Linked DNA regions of Sus scrofa: region 2 is linked to region 1. A link is a contact called in public targeted proximity ligation data. All regions are on one chromosome and are shown on one strand. The core of a region is the stretch at or near the end of the contact, and the rest is flanking DNA. Distances in the headings are between cores, read along the strand shown.

Region 1 (2,700 bases), core at 167-2,666:
TTCCAATAAAATGTAACATATTTACATTATAATTTGAATATTGTGTAATGCTAACATGTCATGAAATATCACCAATCTGATATTTACAACCATTTAAAAATATAAAAGCCATTCTTCTTAACTTGGGGCTGTATAGAAACAGGCAGTGGGCAAGATTTGGCCCATGGGCTGTGGTTTGCCTGTCCTCATCTTTTCCTGCCCTCAGACATTAGTGCTCCTGGTTTTAGGGCTTTTGAACTCAGACCAGGAATTCAGCCATCAGCCTCCTCAATTCTCAGACCTTCGGACTTAGACACCACCACCCTTCCTGGTTATCCAGGTTGCAGACAGAAAATCCTAGGACTTAGATTCCGTATCTGTACCAGCTCATTCGTATAATCTCTCCCTCTCCCTCTCTCTGACTCTCGTTCTCTCTCTCTCTGTTTCATTGCTTCTCTTTCTCTGGAGAACCATGACTGAAACAAGAGGAACTGGAGTTCAGAAATAGGTATATGGAAGGAAGGGATTTCAGATTAAGGACGTGCAGTACTCTGACTCAGGAACTCTAAGTTATTTGGTACAGCCAAGGTACTGGGAAGTAGGAAAAAGGCAGGCAGGAGAGGTGGGTTAAGAATGGCCAGTAACAAAGGATCTTGTGTGTTACTCTAGGGATGTTGGACTCATCATGTGGGTGTGGGGAAACACTAAAGAACTTCAAGCAGTGGGGCTGTATGACCACTCTGGAAATGGACGTGGGGGAATAGTGGGAGAGTGAAACAAGTCTGGGAAAAGGGAGGCCACTTAGAACATGACTGCGAAATCCCAGGAGGGAGATAATGAAGCCCTGCTTGCAGTTCTGGGCATTGAAATCTCAATGTGTTGCCCTTTAAGCTTTGCTAACAGGGATTTTCTGTTTAAATATCTGGCGAACTACCCTGTGGACTTGACTGAAGCACTCCAGACAAGGCATAACTATGGCTCATAAATAGTTTCTATAGTGTATGAGGATCAATGGAGCATTAAGGAGGCCTTTCTTCTGATGGGCGTGATCTAAAGGCAGAACAGTAGGCACAGACGGAACTCTCATTGATTGCATGCCAACTGTGTATCAGGAACAGTGCCAATTTCATGTACTTCGTTTACTTTGATTAATTTAATCATGGCAGCCACTCTCTGAAGAAGTCACTGTTCACTCATTTTGGAGATGAGAGAATTAAAGAAAACTGAAGCTTGTAGGGTAATGTGATTTGACCGGTATCATGTATTCTATCAGTTACCTTTTGCCACAGTCATGCTACATACAAATAATTGCAAAACCTAGCCTTAAAATAGTAACTAGTTATTTAGTTCATAAATCAGCTGGACTGAGCTGGGAAGTTCTTCCGGTCTGAGCTGTGCTTACACGCCTGGGAGTCAGTTGACTGTCAGCAGATTAGGATTGTTTCAGCTGGGAAAATTAGGAGGCCTTAGCTATGTCCTCCTGGCCTCTCAGCATCCAGTAGGCTAGCCCTGGCATGTTCTCATGGCAGTGGCTGAAGACAAGAGCACAACTGGAAACATGCAAGCATCTTTTTAACCCTCTGCTTACAATATGTCTGGTAACAACCTGTTGGCCAAAGCAAGTCGTTTGGTAGTGCCTAGCATCAGAACTTGGACACAGGAAAGGGTGAAGAATTGGGAGATTAATGCAGTCTATCAACTTGTCTAGTAAATGCTAAGATTTAAACCCAAGGTCCCAGCAGACCAATTTTTGTGCACCATGGTAGTTTCTAAAAAGAAACTCCATTTAAATTAGTCCTAGGAAATGTCATCATTCATTTAAAAGAAAGGTGCATTTATTTAATCATCTGCGTCTTTGTTTTATTTACAATTCATCCTTTGGCCCAAGATGGATTTGACTCAATTCATTTATTCTTATATGTTGCTTTGTAAAGAAGGAGATGGTAAGGAGAGAAGAAGCCCAATGCCATTTTTACTGATAGGAAACTTAGTGGCCACTGGACGCTACAAACCTCTGTAAAGGATGATTCTACATGTCTATAGCTTTATCCTTTTGCTGTTGTTTGGATGTTTCCAAGAAGAGATGGATGAAATGAGATGACTATGGCTAATTTGCATTAAAAAGACTCTCTTAGAGTGGCAGGTCTGCCCAAGAAGATCGCAAGTTCAATATAAAAGGTCAGAAATATTTGTCTACCAACCACGATAGTGTAGCTAAGGAGTGCTGGGATTGTTCCTGCTGGCCCAGGAAGCCTTGATTTATGAATGCATTCTTCTTCTTCTTCTTTTTAAAGAAAAGTTGTGACCAACCCTTTTGTGCCAGCAGGAGAAAAGAATAAGACTTGACCTCCTTTGTTCCAACAACAGTCTGCAACTGCCTCTTTCCATTGTCACAATGTGTATCATCTGTCAGTCGTCAGCTCTCCTTCCAGGACTGAGCTGCATTCTCCTTGTGTTATCACTTTGTTACATGGTGTCTTTTCTCATCTGGTTTTGGAATTTAAAGGGAAAATAAAAGACCATGAAAAATGTGTAAGTTGGATGCTATTCATTCACTTATTTATAAATAAATGGATACTGACAGGCACCTCATCAGAAAATGTTTACTCTATGAACAAGTGTTGATGACATGGGCTGAAAGACACAGTCTGGTGCCCCCAGGACCAGCTGCTCCTTCAGTACTTACCATTGTGCTGCCTCACTTTCGTTTTGGCTTGGCAC
Region 2 (2,700 bases), core at 145-2,644, 1.1 Mb after region 1:
GTACAGCTAGTACTCACAGCCTCTTCTACTGCAACCACCCATCCTAAACTAAGCATTAGGCACACCCTTAGGGGTTGTGTAAGCATTTGGTGATGAATTCCTTTAACTGGCCCTTGGCCAACATGATAAAGCCAAAACTATAAAACTCACAAAAGTACTGCAATAGGACAGAATCCACATTCTTTCTAGACAGAGAATGTTGAAAACTGCATATATACCATCCTTTGGGGATTTCGTTGTTTAGGAACATAATTCCCTAGGTTAATTTTTTCCCCCATAGGAGACTATTTTAAAGTGAGTGCAAAAAAAAGTTTTTTACAGTGTATATTACCTCTCTAGTTTTCGTATTATTTGTTAGAATAGGATACTCCTCTCAGCAAACCACCTCCATGTTTTACGGCAACATATCTATTGAGGCTCATAAATGCAGTTAAGACCAATAATTAGCAAATGCAATATTTTATGACTATGCATTTCCTTAAACAGGTGACTCTTAAGTACTGCTCTTATTATCACACCTGATCACACAATAAAAATATAATTTCATTTTACTGAAATGTTTGATTTATGCAGGTCTTTTACGTCATGCCAAGAATAAAGGATAATTAAGATTTCACTCAATAATCATTTATCAGAAAAGCTATATTGAAGACAAAAAAATGCATTGAACTTGAAGTTTTCTGGGAAAAGAACATGTAAACAATGCATTTGCAATCTGTATTTTCTTGTCAACAGTGTTCTGGACTTGGTAACCTGTATGCATTTCCTATACAAGAAGTTAAAGTGTGTGTCCTTGTGTCTTACCTCCTGCTTGGAGCCTTTGAAGTGTCATACCATCCCTGAATTATCACCTGCTTAATAAAGCCAGTTTTAAACCATGAAATGGCTTATGAGCTGCTATGTGTTACATAACATTTCCAATGGTTACTGTAGCAACATTTTGTCCTGTACAGCATTTCAGTCCCATGTGAAGTAGACTGTATTGTTATAGGATGCTTTGTCCCATAGTAATGACCGCAGTGAAGCTTAAGAGTTTCAAACACTGACTCCCCACTCCCTTTTGTCCTACCTGAAAGGCACCTACCAAGCCCATTTTCTCCTTTCATTTAAGATTAAAAGGAAGGACGCTCTGAAGAGGTTCGTCTGCTGTGCAACAGCGACCCCTACAGGCGAAATGCCTTGGTGGTGCTAAAACCTCCCAAAATTCCATGTTTCTGCTTCAAATCAAGTCCCACTTTATCATGGGAGTCATCACAACATTAATCCAGAACTGCGTTTACTTTGAGAACATGGGATATTTGTGATTCCCAAAAACCAAAGTCCAAAGCTTTAGGAGCTTTACTACTTACTCTCCACCTCACACAAGTCTTTGTCTTCTCTTTGTACCATGTAAGGGAATCGTGATTGAGTTGCTTTCTATTCATCAGCAAGTCAACGTAATAGCATATTTGTGCATAGTCAGAACACAACGCCTTTGATTTTCTCTTTTTTTGAGCAGAGAAAACGCTCGGAAAATAAGTTAAAATATCAGGAAGGAAGAAAAAAAATCCTAGCGCACTTGCTTTTCTGGGTTTGCAAATGTGTGTAGCTCAGGCACCCGATGATTCATCCCCTGAAAGTCTGAGCACTCCATTTGTTTTGTAGATTTCACTACCCCCTTTGTTCTGCTTCAAACCTTTCAGAGGACTGAAATGCATTATTACCTTGTTAAATCTCAACCGAAATCGCTTCTACAGCCTGAAGCTGTTTTGACGTGGGTTGAGCATCTCACACACAAAAGAATTGCTTTTGTTCCCAGAAGCTCTCATTGGCTAAGTGGCCTTTGTACCGAGCCAATCAGAAGCTAGTTGTTAGGCTTCGCTGGCTATTTTTAGCCTCACTCGCAAAAATACTTGGTCTTGGAGAAGGTAGGCTGCAGAATGAAAGTAGCATGTTAAAGCAAACAGCTAAATACATTTTGCATGTCGAGGCATGTCTGGCATTTTTTTTTTAATTTTTCATGCGTTGTTATATTAGCATGTGTTTCTGTAAACAATAAATTTAGGAATAGAACTGCATTTTCAGTTAAGAATTTTTCTTTTAGCAAAGAGGCACTAAGTCTAAGAAAGAGTCAGTATTGCTTTTTTTATCCAAAAGCATCTGGTTTCACAAACTCACAAAAACGCCAGTTACATATAGGGAATACTAAGGGTTCTTTTTTTTTTTTTTTTAAGAATTTCTATGAATTTCCATTTTGAGTTAATAGAAATTTTCAATGACTTGTTAATCATGAATTATAAAGTCACAAAATCATTCTCTTGCTTGACCTTTAAAGATCTATATAATTCTCCAAACAGGTATGCACATGGTGTGTAGCAATTAAAATCATAAATATTCAGTATGTTTTATGCACAGTGATAAAGCATTCTCTTGATCGTGTTCTTTCATTTGAGCCATTACTCAGTAGACACAAGAAGTATTCTCCCCAAATGCTCTTGAAGTGACAAAGCATTAGAACACACAATTTGTTAATTATCCAATATTATTAGGAAATGAAAGTTACCAAATGAGAAAAGTTGGGCCCTGAACTTTGGTTTTCCATCAGCCGCCTGTTTCACTGGGCAAAAAGGAGGCAGAGTCGAATTGAACCAAAGTTTCATAACTTAAAGCATTTTATTTGCAGGAAGAGAGCCCTCTTCCTGGGGGGAGGTGGGGTAAGAG

What was found.
Region 2: a contact with region 1 is called in a targeted proximity ligation map of skeletal muscle. A contact is called at or near these places in 12 of 47 Hi-C or Micro-C datasets (embryonic fibroblasts, epiblast stem cells, fetal heart ventricle and 7 more) and 2 of 2 datasets of targeted methods (alveolar macrophages and skeletal muscle).

Annotation. Positions count from the first base shown.
Region 1 is chr5:90,447,730-90,450,429 of Sscrofa11.1, forward strand. LOC110260821 (a long non-coding RNA gene) reads left to right here. Exons shown (of 3, transcript XR_002344330.1): 3 at 649-2,510. Among named protein-coding and RNA genes, the nearest start is that of PLEKHG7, 140 kb to the left of the region's middle.
Region 2 is chr5:91,509,622-91,512,321 of Sscrofa11.1, forward strand. The region is part of intron 4 of LOC102159901 (a long non-coding RNA gene); the gene reads left to right. Among named protein-coding and RNA genes, the nearest start is that of DCN, 170 kb to the right of the region's middle.